3 separate regions of the Hordeum vulgare genome follow, and regions 2 and 3 are each linked to region 1. A link is a contact called in public Hi-C data. All regions are on one chromosome and are shown on one strand. Each heading gives the region's core, a stretch centred on a gene start, on an enhancer-like site or on the middle of the called end of the contact. The rest is flanking DNA. Distances are from core to core; before and after follow the strand shown. Region 1 holds the start of LOC123447406 (serine/threonine-protein kinase tricornered-like). Region 2 holds the start of LOC123447417 (probable anion transporter 7). Region 3 holds the start of LOC123447376 (regulator of MON1-CCZ1 complex).

Region 1 (4,736 bases), core at 906-3,405:
ACTAACTCCTTCATCACATTGCTTGCAAGCTCATTGTGATTTTGTATTACCGAGTGGGCCCTATAGGTACCTCTTCATCATACAGAGTGACAAATGCCAGTCTCGATTCACGCCATCCCAACAGAGACCTTCGAAGATAGTTGTAGAGCACCTTTATAATCACTCAGTTATGTTGCGACGTTTGATACACACAAGACATTCCTTCAGTGTCCGGGAGTTTCATGATCTCATGGTCATAAGAACAGATACCTGATATGCAGAAAACAATAGCAATAAACTGACACAATCATACGCTATGTTCATAGTTTGGGTCTTGTCCATCACATCATTCTCCTAATGATGTGATCCCGTTATCAAATAACAACTCATGTCTATGGTCAGGAAACCTTGACCATCTTTGATCAACGAGCTAGTCCTTAGAGGCTCATTGGGAACAGTGTGTTGTATGTGTATCCACACATGTATTTGAGTTTCCAATCAATACAATTCTAACATGGATAATAAACGATTATCATGAACAAGGAATTATAATAATTAATTAATTTATTATTGCCTCTAGGGCATATTTCTAACACTCCCGTGACACCATCATGCCTCCAACTAGGATTTGACAAATCAATAACATTTCATATTCGGTTCTTGTGTTCATATTAGGAAAGAATAAGCACAACAAACACAACAAAGTAAGGGAACATTGTGGCGGAGCCCAGCGCGTAACCACAGGTGGAGATGCTAGGGATTCATCATGGACAATTTACCGCCACATGGGTGGAGATGCGGTGAACCGTTGATTGAGACCTATTAGGGCGACGTTGGGGACAACGAGTCAAGCCATCATACTTGTGTTGTCGACCATGGGCATATGGTGACAAATAGACGATGTCGGCAACCATTACCAACCTGGAGGAGAAGACATCAACGATCCATTATGATCATGTCACGACAAGAATAGACAATGTCGGCAACCGTTACCAACCTGGAGGAGAAGACGTCAATGATCCATTATGATCATGTCACGACAAGAATGGACAATGTCGGCAACCGTTACCAACCTGGAGGAGAATACATGAACGATCCATTATGATCATGTCACGACAAGAATCGACGATGTCGGCAACCGTTACCAACCTGGAGGAGAAGACATCAACGATCCATTATGTTCATGTGACGACAAGAATGGACGATGTCGGCAACCGTTACCAACCTGGAGGAGAAGACATGAACGATCCATTATGATCATGTCACGACAAGAATCGACGATGTCACAAATTGTCACCGCCCGGTATGAGAAAACATCGACGATCCGTTACGACTAGGTACCGACAAATCATATCATGATGTAAGATGGCAAGGACGCCACAATTGAAAAATGTGGCGGTCAATAATTTATTTTTGCTTAAGGCGGATCCAAATGCGTTCGGCCTACACGGCGTGTCGACAAAGTCAGAAGTCAAGGAGGGTGATTGACACTCCTGGCGCAGCCTAACAAGACAATCTACAACTTGGATGCACATGTATGGTATGCGATGATTTCTTTCAAAAGTTTTACATTATGAGCGAGCTGCACACGTGTTTACAGAAGTAGCATCTGTTCATGACGACTTCATAACGGGTTTTCCCATTATTTCCTAAGTCCACGGTAAGAACCACCGAATCTACCCGAAAAAAAAACTCCCACCCAGTGTAATAATTTTGATTCATGTAATAAAAAGGAGAAAGGATTAATGTGTGAGCAACTTATAAAAAACAACCACTCCTATATCTAAATCGATACATTGACTTATCAAAAAAAAAACCCGGATACACTGACAGCTCAAGAAATTAAAAAAAACCCAACACATTCAACTATATAGGAGTATACAAATACAAGCAACCCCTTTTAATTTTAATTTAAAATTAGAAAACGTGGGCACACGGTTTGCCAACGGGATACCTGCCGAGCCGCCCCAAGGCGGCACGCAGGCAGGCAGCGTGTGCCGTACCCGAACAAACGGACCTCCATCCATCAATCAATTGAAAAAAATAAAATGCCCCCCTCAAAAAAATAATAATCAGTTGAAGCAGAGTAGAGAAGCCACGCGGAAGTTTCGTTTCTGGGGGGGGAGTCAAAGCCAAGCGAGCGAGCGAGCCACACTTCTCTCGCACGCACGCACGCACGCACGCACGCGCTCGTCTCTCCGCTCCCCCATCGGCTGTTCGGCGGGCGGCCCTTTTCTCTCTCCTCCTCCCCCGCGCACACGCTTTGCGGCCTTTGCCCACGAAAAGGACAACCAACCCGGAGCGAGGCGAGGTGAAGGGAAGGGAAAAAAAAGGGCGTGAGTCCCCCCCCTCCCACCTTTCGCTCAGGTCACCGCCGAGATCCGCTCCCGCGTCCGCCGCCCCGGCCCCGGCCCCGAGGTGAGCGCCCCGCCAGCCGATCCGCGCCGCCCGGTTTCGCCGGCGGCTCCGGACGGGCCTTCCCGTGCCCCCCCCCCCCCCACCCCCCCCGCCCTCCCCTCCCTCCCTCTCTCGCCCTGGATTGAGTAGCGGTCGCCGCCGTGGTCGGGAGCGCGGGTTTTGGCCCGCTCCCGGCGGGGAATTCGGCGCCCCGCGGGGTCGCGGGCTCGAGAGAGGCGGCTTGGGCGTTTCCGGGTGGTTTGACGGGGGTTTTTGGCGCCGCTCGTCGTCCGCGATTTTCGGGGGGCCTCGCGCGCGCGAGCTCCGGCAATGCGATTTCCGGGTCCAATTCCGCGAATCTCTGCGCCGGAATGCGGCTGTTCGAGTTTTTTTTTTGTGTGTGTGTGTGTGGGGGGGGGGGGGGGGGGGGGGTCGGCCGGGAATTGGGATCTTACGTTCGGTTTACTAGTTCGTAACCGGCGCGTCAGCCGCTACTGTCGATGGAGGATTCATGCTGGTTGTGGTTTAGTTTCGGGATTTCTGACTGGGTTTATGTGCCGTGTCCGAAAATAGGAGAAACCTGGAAGGATTCTATTGACCGTTCCCTCCCTATCCCGTGTAAGTCGTGCGATGGATGGCAACTGCTGCGAACGATTCTGACTGTTGATAATTTTCTATGATTTTTCCAGATAGATATCATTCCCAGCATCGGGTTCCACGGAGAAAGAAGGTGCCAATTTGGATATCTGATCCATTTGGAGGGGATTGACCGTTTCAGAGCTCCTTTGGCCTTGTGGGCGGCTGCTGGATCGGTCAATATAATACGCTCTCTGGTCTTGGAGATGATGCCATTGTGAGCACACGATGGATTCCGCGAGAAGTTGGTTCCAGAAGTTCCAGCCGCGGGACAAGTCAAAGAGCCCGGCGGTGCCTGCCAGCCATGGGAAGGATCCCGGGAAGCCCCCGGTCGACGACGCGCCTTCTAGCGCGACCAAGCAGAAGGTTGCCGCGGCAAAACAGTACATTGAGAACCACTACAAGACCCAGATGAAGTCCTTGCAAGATAGGAAAGAGAGGTAAGGCTGGTAACTTAATTTATTCGCGCGTTTTCCCCTGCTTTAGCTGCGGATTTTGCTACTTCACTCATCCTACCATGCGGTAGAGTAGGAAAACGACAAACACCCTCTTTGTTGCTATTACCGAGCATGATGCTTAATACTGATCTGATATTATAGAATTTAGGTACACACATCACATGCCATGTTGGGATTGGAATGGTAAACACCGATTCAGGTTGTTAAGATGAAGTCCTTGGGCCACACAAGTTGTCGGGACCTTGTCACCGCCATAAATAGGAATTCCAACGGATTAAAGCTCTAGCTCCAAATTAGGTACATAGCTTGAACGGTTTGTTGAGTCCCCCAGTTGCACAAGTGGCTTCGTAAAACATTTAATTCACTACCGGATATTACTTAATTGGTTTTCAGGTTTGATATGATATATTAATCTCAAAATGATTCGCTCAAGGTGATTAATATAACCATTTTGAAAGCTGTGTAGCCGTCTGTTTCAGAGCTTTTGGCTGACACCATCACCGTTAATTTCTGCCTTCTGAATGCGCAATTTTGACAACCTGCGTCTGATTGTTTATTTCGTTCTCAGTTAAAACTTGTATCAACATTACTCCCTAAGACATATATTTTGCATCAATTATAGTAACTTATTTCAATCTACGTCGTGCTTTGATGCGCCCCTTCTGTTTGAGGCCAATTTGCTGGCTACAATTTAGTCATCATTCTGATCTAATATCTTTGTCTACTTTTAGGCGCTGGATGTTGGAGAGGAAATTACAGGATGCTGAAGTTCCTGCAGAAGAGCAGAACAACATTCTAAAACATTTGGAGAAAAAGGAGACTGAATATATGCGTTTGCAAAGACACAAGATGGGGGTTGAAGATTTTGAACTTTTGACAATTATTGGAAGAGGTGCATTTGGAGAGGTACTTCACACTTTGGTCCCTGTTGTTGATTTGTTTGTTTAACCTCCTATGTGGCATGATCTCTTGGTCTTCTAATTCTGGTCGTCAATAGTAGGTTCAGAAGGCCAATATTGGGCTTGGCACTATTGCTCGTCCTACCATTTCCCCATAAACATTATACCTTATGTGATCACAAAATTGTGCTGCTTTGTGCTCCCTCTATACTTGCTGCTCAACACGGAACATCCTGTGTATTCTTTGTCTACTAGCATGCCCGTCCGTCATTGTTCTTTAGGCGGTATAAGGCGACCTAAGGCGAGCACCCACCCCTCTGATGCCTAAGCGACTAAGGCAGGAAACATTGAAAGGTGCTGCCAGGGC
Region 2 (4,736 bases), core at 1,365-3,864, 210 kb before region 1:
AATCTTCTCGCCAGTAGAGAAGATCAAGAAAATGACTGAACTAAAAATACAGAGGTATGCTGGAACAAAGAACACTGTTTTCCAGGTTTCAGAACTTGTTAAATCCATGTTAGAAGCCTTTGCGGCCTCCAGAATGTTTCCAGTGAGGCCAACACCAACTATCCCAGCCAATGTCCCAGCAGTATTTGAAACCCCCATCACTATGCCGGCAAATTTTGGAGCAACATCCATGTGATTCACGGCAAACCCTGCTCTTCCTAGAGCCAGAAATCCAAGAGATACCGATGAACATATCACAGTCCCTGAGGGCGTCCCGAATGAAGGAAGGGCCATAAGTGCAACAGCCGCGACAACAAACCCAATGGTGTTAAGGAGCTTTCTTGTCTTGGTAACTGATAAGATCCTTTTTGTAATCAAGTGATCAGCAACCACTCCACCAATGTTGGAGAATATAAACATGTTGAAATAGGGAAGCATCTTTGACGATCCCATATCCTGGAGGCTAAGCTTAAGGGCTAGTTCAAAATAGGTAGGCAGCCAATTCATGATAACATACAAGGCATAGTGGAAGGTGAAGTTGTTCACAACAATTGCCCAAACAGGTAGACTGAAGATAATCTTTCGCCATGGTATCTTTACAGTGCGAGGTGCAACAACCCCTCCTGCTAGTGCCTTGATCTTCTCTCGAGATGCTACTTTTGGCATTGCCACTTTTGGAAGGTCTGTGCGAGGTGGCTCACTGGAAAACTTCAACCATATTACAGACCATGCTACTCCAAGTACTGCTTCGACAAAGAATACATATTGGGGTCCCATGTGCTTCACTAGACTTGGGAAAAACAGCATGCCACCAGCTGCCCCGAGGTACATCCCTGAGGTTGTTAACGACACTGAGCGAGAGCGCTCCTGTGGTGGCACCCATTGTGCCAGAACTGTGTGAATGGCAGGGAATATGAAACCTTGTGCTACACCAACAAAAAGGCGAGAAAGGACCAGAATGACTACTCTGTTAGGGTCTAGTGGAATTAGACCGCATATCAAAGACCACAACAGGAATGACAGCAGCAGAACACGTCTCCCTCCCAATCTCTGAGCTGCCCATCCACCAGGAATTTGCGACAAAACATAACCATAATAGAACATGGAGAGTATCAGGCCCTTGTTTGCTTGATTCACGTTGATTGCATCAGCTGCCACGGTGTACGCAATTGAGAAACCCACACGCTCAATGTAACAAACATTTGTGCAGATGAATGTCAGCAATACTATGACATAACGCTTTGGGATCTTCATTCTCTTCATCACTGATTAGAGATGAACCACAAAGTGGTGTAGCAGTCTTAATCAGGCTGCCACTTGTTGACCTCCCACGAAAATTTACCAGGGTTTACCATAAACCTGTATTTGTTCCTTCCATCTCTAGGGATACTAAGATCTGTAACAGACAAAATACTGATCATTCACCGATACAAAACAATATGGGGCTTCTTCAGCTGTGTTTCATATACCCATAGCAGTTTACTGATCTCACAAGCAATTTAAGACATGCAAATCACTATATACTGCACATTAACTCAAGCTACCTGCTCAATGGAGATGGAAAAACCAACATCGCCCAGTTAGATGAATCGAGACATGAACATTACGTTTACCGTTATCAAAATGTGAGAAAAGATTTGGAATCCTACACTATCATCAACCATGCTTGAAATGAAAACTGTGATTTGCAGGACACATGGTTTAGACTGTCACAACCTTTACATTAACAGAGAAACAAAGAAAGCATTGCAAGATACTCATGGATTTCAGAACCATTTACGAAGGAAAACATGCTCGTCTAGATGATTGAACAAGCACATCGAGACATGTACTGCATACGGACTGAGATTGATCTAACACATATCACTCTACCTACCATAGTGCTAAGTGTTTTCCTCGGACACGACGAAACCAAGCTTGGACGCATAACCGTAAGCATGAATGAACTAACAACTGATCACGGGTTTCCCAATGAAGCACATAATGCCCACGCATTGCGCAATTGTACAGATTGAGTAAACAGGAGCAAATCTCAGTCCCCAAAAAAATCCCACCCTTGACACAGATTTTTCGCATCTCAAAGATCCGAACTGCTCACCTAACTCGCGGGATCTTGACCGAAAACTCGCAGCATTCAGCACCAAGACCAGGTCACCCGGAGATCTGACAGCTGGAACCCCAAATCCTAACCAGAATTCCCCAAGCCACTGGCCAGACTCCCCCGCCGCCCGCCGGCGTATCCAGGGACGGAGCGCCGAGGTTTGGGCTTTGGCGGCAAACAAGCGAGAGGAGAAAGAGCCTTTCAAAAAAAAGAAAAGGAAAAGCGAGAGGAGAAAAGGCGTCGGGGGGCGGGAAGCGGGCAACTACCTCGAGATCCCGGAGTTGTGTGGCGGCGGCGCCCGCCCGCCGTGGGGAGCCCGGCCCCGCGCTTGCCGTCGCGGGCAGGCGGCGGAGGTGGAGGCGGGCTGCGTCGGTGAGTGCGATGCCCTGCTGCTGCTGCTGCTGCTGCTGCTGCTGGGCTCGGGTTGGGCGGTGTGGTGGGGTGTGCGTTTAGTTTGGAGTCTCGTTTAACTTGACCGCGTGGAGGAGTGGATGGAAACAGGGAAAAAGGAGGGTAGTAGATCGAGAGCGAGAGGTCGAACTGCTCATCGACGCCGGGCCAGGTAAATGGGCCGCCCCGACAGCCCGCGTGTCGGGCACGACACGAGCCCGGCCCGGCATGGGTTAATCGTGTTCGGGCCCGCAATGAAGCACGCCTCGGGCTGTGTCTAGGTCTGGAGGCTGGACACGCGAGCCGGCACGACACGGACCGTTTTTTTTTTTTAATATATATATATACAAAAATATAGTTCAATAAGCTCAAAAATAAGTTCATAAGGTTAAAAATATGCATTCCAGCGTTCTAATCAGGCAAACACGTCGGCCCGTTTAATAATCGGGCCATGCCTGGGCCTGAAGGCGTAGCCCATGAGCCGGCACGACACGACCCGACTAATAAACGTGCCTGGATGGGCCGTGCCGGCCCGTTTGGCCAGGTCTGATCGACGCCCTGTTTTTTTTCATGCTCGCGTGCGAGAAGCATGTGCGTTTTGGTTTAAGCGGGCATGTTTGCTCGGGCGATTTGTTTAGGGCATCTTTAATCACATCTTTTATTATATCTTTAATCGCTAGTTAAATGTCTATGCGTTGTTTCGGGCAACAACTTAACTAAATGAGTACATTATCGGAGTCACCATGGACGATGAAGAGACGCGCAAAGCACAAGCACCGTGACGAGACCTTCCATCCTGATCTGATCCACGCGATATTCAAGCTTGTGTGGAGCCGGCATGCCGATAAGGGCGACGCCGTCGGCGAGGCCGTAGACATCGAGCTTGTTCTAAAGGCGTCAAGGAGGTACCTATGACGACACGGATGGGGAAGGGGGGAATTGAACGATGGCCGGCGTGGTACATCCTGGATCTCCCGGCGGCGGGACTCCTCGAGTACAGATGAGTTTGTACCGTGTACCACTGCTCAATTCGCGTGCCACTTTGCAAGCATCGAGAATTTCGATGGGTGCATGGTGGAGATTCCCTCGGGCGACACAAAATGGCATTTTTTGAATTAGTGGAGACATTCAATCCCCATCTTCAATCGGGAAGCCTCTCATTTCACACCGCCTCCTCGTCTCTTCCTCATCACAGACCCGGAGAGAGTAAGAGGCAAATCAGAGAGATGGTGGTGCTGGAGGAGATGTGGCTGCGGCGGCTTGCGGGGAGAGATACACGCAAGAGGATGCACTTGCACGAGATTTGTGCGTGGTTACCCGATCGACAGGAGATGGAAGTGGAGGCGTAGGAGATTCTGGATTCGCTGACTGATGTCCTCCAAGGGCACAAGGCCATTGTAGCACTTTCGCTTGATAAGTAGAGTATATCAAACACAGGGGGAGCAACTAGGAAGACACTATCAGCCCCGCAACTACATTGTCTGCGTAGCTACGCTCGCACTCAAAACGTAGTTTGGAAATAGCCTATTATATCGCTTGCTACCAAATCGATAATAGAGGGGGTGGGTTAACTAGATACAAAGTAGGACAAAAAATATACAAAACTAGAACACAAAGTAAAAGGGGTTGTACTTGTAGGATTGGATAGAGATACTACCTCTTTTTCCACACTTGTACCTCAACATGGCATCATCTTTTTCATATAGAGAGTCTCATGTTTTGTCACTTCCATATGCTAGTGAATTTTTTTATTATAGAACTTGGCTTGTATATTCCGATGACGGGCTTCCTCAAATGCTCGAGGTCTTCATGAGCAAGCAAGTTAGATGCACACCCACTTAGCTTCAGCCGAGCTCTCATACACTTATAGCTCTAATGCATCCGTTGCATGGCAATCCCAATTCCTTGCATTGATATCGACTGATGGGCATCTCCATAGCCTGTTGATCCGCCTAGTTGATGCGAGACTTTCTTCTCCAATTTTACTCCATCGAAACCTGCCACCATACTTTATTCCATCTATAGGTTATGTCCATGGTTCATGCTCATGTATTGAGCGAGGTATAAAATGCTGAAGCGCGTTAAGAAGTACGGTCCAATTGCTTGGTTTGACACCAAGGTGCTCATGATTTATACTTTATGCTAGAAACACCAAGCATGACAGGATATATGATTTTGTAGGGATAACATTCTTTATCATTGTTAT
Region 3 (4,736 bases), core at 1,300-3,799, 170 kb after region 1:
CCGAAGAGGAAGGGTGAAGCAATATAGTAGAGATAATTACTCCCCTCAGTGAAAACCAAGGTTATCGGACCAGTAAGAGAAGCAATACAAACTCTCGTCATCAGCACCTACGCACATAAAATCAAACACTTGCACCCAATGCGGGCAAAAGGGTTGCCAAGCCCCTTGAACTCATTACTTGAAAGGATTAGTTCTGATAGTTATAGATGATGTAAATATAAAAAGTTTAAACAAGTAATTAAGTTGCAGCAAGGTATTTTTAGAGTCCTAGTAAATATTTTTAAGTACACCCGGGAGTCATAGGTTTCGCTAGAGGCCTCTGTCTTGAACATAACGCACGGTGGGTGAACAAACTATTGTTGGGCAATTGACGGGATAGCGCATAGTTATCACATGTTATTCACGACAATGATCACGTATATAGGCACCCGTTCATAAACAGGTAGACCGATACAATCCAACATCTACCACTATTACTCCACTTCAAGAGTGCTTCTATGCTTGCCTCTCTAGGTATTAAGTTCATGACAAACATAGTAATGCTTGGAGCAAGATGGCATGATGTAGACAAAGTAAACTCAAACAATATGAATAGACTCCATCGTTTTATCTTTAATGGCAACAATAGAAACATGTGTCTTGTCCCCTTCTGTCACTGGGATATAGAGCACCGCAAGATTGGACCCATTACAACGCACCACTCCTAGTTAAGATAAATCAATCTAGTTGACCAAACTAGACAGATATATCGGAGAGAATTACAAAGCTAGAAAATTCATGCATAATAGAATTCATAAAATACTCGATTACTTTCAATCAATAATATGATCATAAATCCACAATTCATCGGATCCCAACAAACACACCGCAAAAGAATATAACATCGGATAGATCGCCGCGGGAATCGCGACAAACATGGTGTTGAAGATCATAGAGAGGGAAGAAGCCATCTAGGTGCTAGCTATGGACCCGTAGGTCTGTGGTGGACTACTCACACATAATCATGGAGGCAACAAGATTGATGCAGACGACCACCGTGATTGATTCTCCCTCCGTCAGGGCACCGGAAAATGTCTCCAGATGGGATCACGTCGGAACAGAGACTTGCGGCGGTGGAAAAAGTGTTTGTGGTTGCTCTTATGGTGTCTTCGGAATATTTTGGGATTTAAAGAAGTGAAATTAGGCAAGGGGGGATTGCGAGGGGGACACATGCCTGGTGGGTGCGCCCTACCCCCTAGGGCGCACCTTCCAGGATTGTCGCCTCCTTGTTCGTCGTGTGGCCTCCTCCCGAAGCTTCCTGGGTCCAAAATCGTCCAGAAAAATTACCAAAAAGTTTCATCGTGTTTGGACTCCGTTTGGTATTGACTTTCTCATATGTCAAAAACACGGAAAACAGGAACTAACAGTAGGCACTGGGTTAATAGGTTAGTCCCCAAAAGTGATATAGAATAGCACATTATTGCATATAAAGCATCCAAGATTAATAATATAACAACATGGAATAAAAAAAAGATACACTGGAGACGTGTGAGTAGCGCCGCGAGAGGAGAGGCACAACATGTCGCCATGCATCACGACGACCGCTCTCGGCAACTCGCGCTCCGTCGGTGAGGTCACCTTCGTCGACCAAGCCACTACCTCCAACTTTCTTCATAGCCCGCATTCCTATGCTTGCACGCACAAGGGAGCAGGCGCAACCATGGTATCGTTGCCCCTGAGTGATTCGATGTCCCATGTGCTTCTCGTCTTTACCGTCCTCAGCCCAGCCATCTTCCACCACCGTCTGCCTCGGGCGTGGCCACCGCCATCTGAACGTCCTGCAGCTACCGACACCATCTCCCACACGCCACATGCTATGTTGAAGAAAAACATCTGTTGCAAAAGTTTTTCTTTTCAACATGACCTATTTTGCAAAAAAAAGTCGCAAACATTACCTCTCTTGAAATGATGGAGGGCGCCTTTCGATGGCAATAAATCTAATGGCTCGTAGCACGTCTCGTACCGATACAAAACTGAAGATTAGGGAGGAGGATCTATCAGAAACCTATTCCCTCCGTTCCTAAATATAAGTCTTTTTAAAGGTTTCATTAAAAGATTACATATGAATGTACATAGACATATTTTAGAGTGTATATTCACTCATTCTACTCCTTATGTAGTCCTCTAATGAAATATCTATAAAGACTTATATTTAAGAACGGAGGAAATAATAGTGTGGGGGAGTAATTATATTTATCTCCATTATTTTGGATGTACAAAGTCGTGTGACCCGAACCCGAAAACCTGAGTTCGACCCGACCCGACCCGAAACAACTAAGGTTGCACTTTTCATATTAAAAATATACTATTATTTGAAGTATTTTAGGTGAATGCATCAATATAGCATACCATACCTATATTTTCTTATAAAACCCTTTTGGAGGCAATTCAGGCTTTCAGGGCCATTGGGCTTCGGGTTCAGGCCGGGCTATTCCTGGTACAGCGGATCATTCGGCCCAGCGTCATGCCCAGGCCCAGGCCCAGACACCGCGCCGAGCCGAGCCGAGCCGTGAATTTTTTCGATCTCGACTGCTAGCGAATCCATCTCCCGGACGGACCTTCTTCTCCATCCCTGCCTCATCGTGGACCGGCCGGTGAAGAAGACGACGGTACGAGCTCGCGCCACCACCACCCCCAACCAGGAGACTCAAATCCCAACCCCTCTTCGCTCGACCGCCCCCCCAGCTCGAAGCCCCCCTCGAATTTCCCTGCTGCCGCTGCTGTTTACCCCTCTCCCCACTGGTATGGTCGCGTGATCTGGCCGGGGTTTGGATGAAGGAACGGAAGCCGGCGGCCCCCTCTGCGTTGACCCGGATCCTCGCCACCTGCGCGTCCCAGGTGCCCGCTCGCTCGCCCGTCCACTCGTTAACACCCCCCTTTTCACCTGCCGACAAGTGTGATGGTTCGCTCGTTATTACCCTACCTGCTGCGGTCTCTAGGTTGCTGTACGCCGGTGCAGGATAGGGGATCAGATTGCGCTTGTGGTGGTCGTTTTTTTTGGTCAGCAGCAAGTGGTCATGGTAGATTTGGTGGATTTGTGAGGTTTCCCCTCGCAGATTGGTTTGTTGCTGCTGGGAAGATCATGATGGGTGATGGATAAACTGTTGCAATTGGTGTCTCTTTGCTTGTTGTTATACCTGGTAGGTACCACGTAGTACTGATCCGTGTGCGCGTCAGCTTAGTCCTGATTTTGATTTTGGGCCACAAGGAGGATGTCTGCTGCTTAGTTGGCACCCTACTCTGCCCTTGGGTGATTATATTTAAGAAGCGCACTTCAATTTATTATCCCTAATTTTTGCTGCCGATTTTTCATGTTGTTACACTGAGTCAGATGGCATCATATGAATGGTAGCTAAGTCGGAGTGTGAGTGTGAATTGAAAGTATCCATACACATTCCCATTTTATTTTTTGAGAAACAGAATACGTACTTAGACACTCACAAAGACGTACATACACTCATTCCTATGAACGCACACAAACGCACCCTACCCTTATAAGCATCTCCGGGAGACCGAGCCGGCCAGTCTTGAGATAGATGAAGTCACCACATGCACATCTTAGTCGATGAGAACATGTCTCCCATTGAATGAACATCGCCGAAAAGCCTGGAATAAATTCAGGAAAATGCGAGCACCCGTGCCAAGTCTAGGACTTGAACCTAGGTGGGCTGGTTCCACCACAAAGAACATAACCATCTGAGCTACACTCAATTCGCCCCAAAGAAATAATTTGACGCTGAGGGGTTGTGTAACTTGCTGTACTAGTGATACCATATGCAATTCAAATTGCTAGTGCTAACTGGCTTGGTGAAGATGAGTGAATACTCAATGACCTTATGATCTTTTTTTTTTATGTCGCGAGTGTTCTATTTATCAGCTATGCTATGCAGGCAAAAGATTATGGGAGATGCATAGCAGCAAAGGTCCCTGAGATTGAACATAATATGTGTTCTAAGGAGTTTCTAGCACTCAGACAATGCATGCAAACTGCGGTAATCTTTTCCATTACTAAGAAAATAGTTTGGTTGTATCACATCATACTGTTACAACTTTCACCTGTACAATTAAGCACCCAATTCAATTGGAAATGCCCTTCGGTTGCTCTAAATAAATCACTGTTTTCTTTTTGGCCAACAATCAACTTCTCTACCAACTTTTGTTCCTCCTCTTACTTGTTTCCTTTTTTGTTCCACTGCTGCTGTGTACTCCGTCCATCTTCCTCTTACGACACTATGCCATTTCCACCACCGCTGGCGAGGTTTTGGGAGTGGATGGTGGCTCTCTGCACCCATGGGGCTTAAAGGGATGACCCGGTGGAGATGGTAGGTCATCTGGGCATGTCAAGAACATTGGGGGGGGGGGGGATGATCTGGGTGAGAAAGATGTTGGTTGATGCTAGGAGGCGGATCCAGCGGTAATATAGCTGCGGCAACATGGATGATGGCGGGGGCAATGGATTAGATAGCGACCACTGAGAGAGTGGGGATGAGGGAATGGTCGGTGTTGGTGCTGGAGGGCAACCCTCATGCGCCAGAGCAACTCTTGTGATGCAGGGGGCAGCGGACCTTGGGGAATGGGTGGCAGTGAGTATGGGATGATCGGGAGGTGAGAGCAGGGTGAGAGAAGTCTAAAGAGTTGAGGGCTAATCTTGGTCCCATGGTCCAGAAATTTGACTGTGGGCCAATTGGAAAAAAAGT

What was found. A called contact is a pair of places that touch in the nucleus more often than the background predicts.
Region 2: a Hi-C map of leaf shows a contact between it and region 1, with 10 times the contacts expected there. The contact joins the promoter of LOC123447417 here to the promoter of LOC123447406 in region 1. A contact is called at or near these places in 4 of 6 Hi-C or Micro-C datasets (leaf and seedling) and 1 of 1 datasets of contacts at active chromatin or transcription factors (embryo).
Region 3: a Hi-C map of leaf shows a contact between it and region 1, with 2.0 times the contacts expected there. The contact joins the promoter of LOC123447376 here to the promoter of LOC123447406 in region 1. A contact is called at or near these places in 3 of 6 Hi-C or Micro-C datasets (leaf and seedling).

What each region holds. Positions count from the first base shown.
Region 1 is chr1H:480,494,849-480,499,584 of MorexV3_pseudomolecules_assembly, reverse strand. It overlaps LOC123447406 (serine/threonine-protein kinase tricornered-like), which reads left to right and starts at 2,155. Exons shown (of 14, transcript XM_045124004.1): 1 at 2,155-2,397; 2 at 3,066-3,452; 3 at 4,202-4,376. The coding sequence starts at 3,241.
Region 2 is chr1H:480,707,389-480,712,124 of MorexV3_pseudomolecules_assembly, reverse strand. LOC123447417 (probable anion transporter 7) reads right to left here and starts at 2,614. Exons shown (of 2, transcript XM_045124023.1): 1 at 2,407-2,614; 2 at 1-1,583. The coding sequence starts at 1,302.
Region 3 is chr1H:480,323,637-480,328,372 of MorexV3_pseudomolecules_assembly, reverse strand. LOC123447376 (regulator of MON1-CCZ1 complex) reads left to right here and starts at 2,549. Exons shown (of 14, transcript XM_045123983.1): 1 at 2,549-2,877; 2 at 3,930-4,031.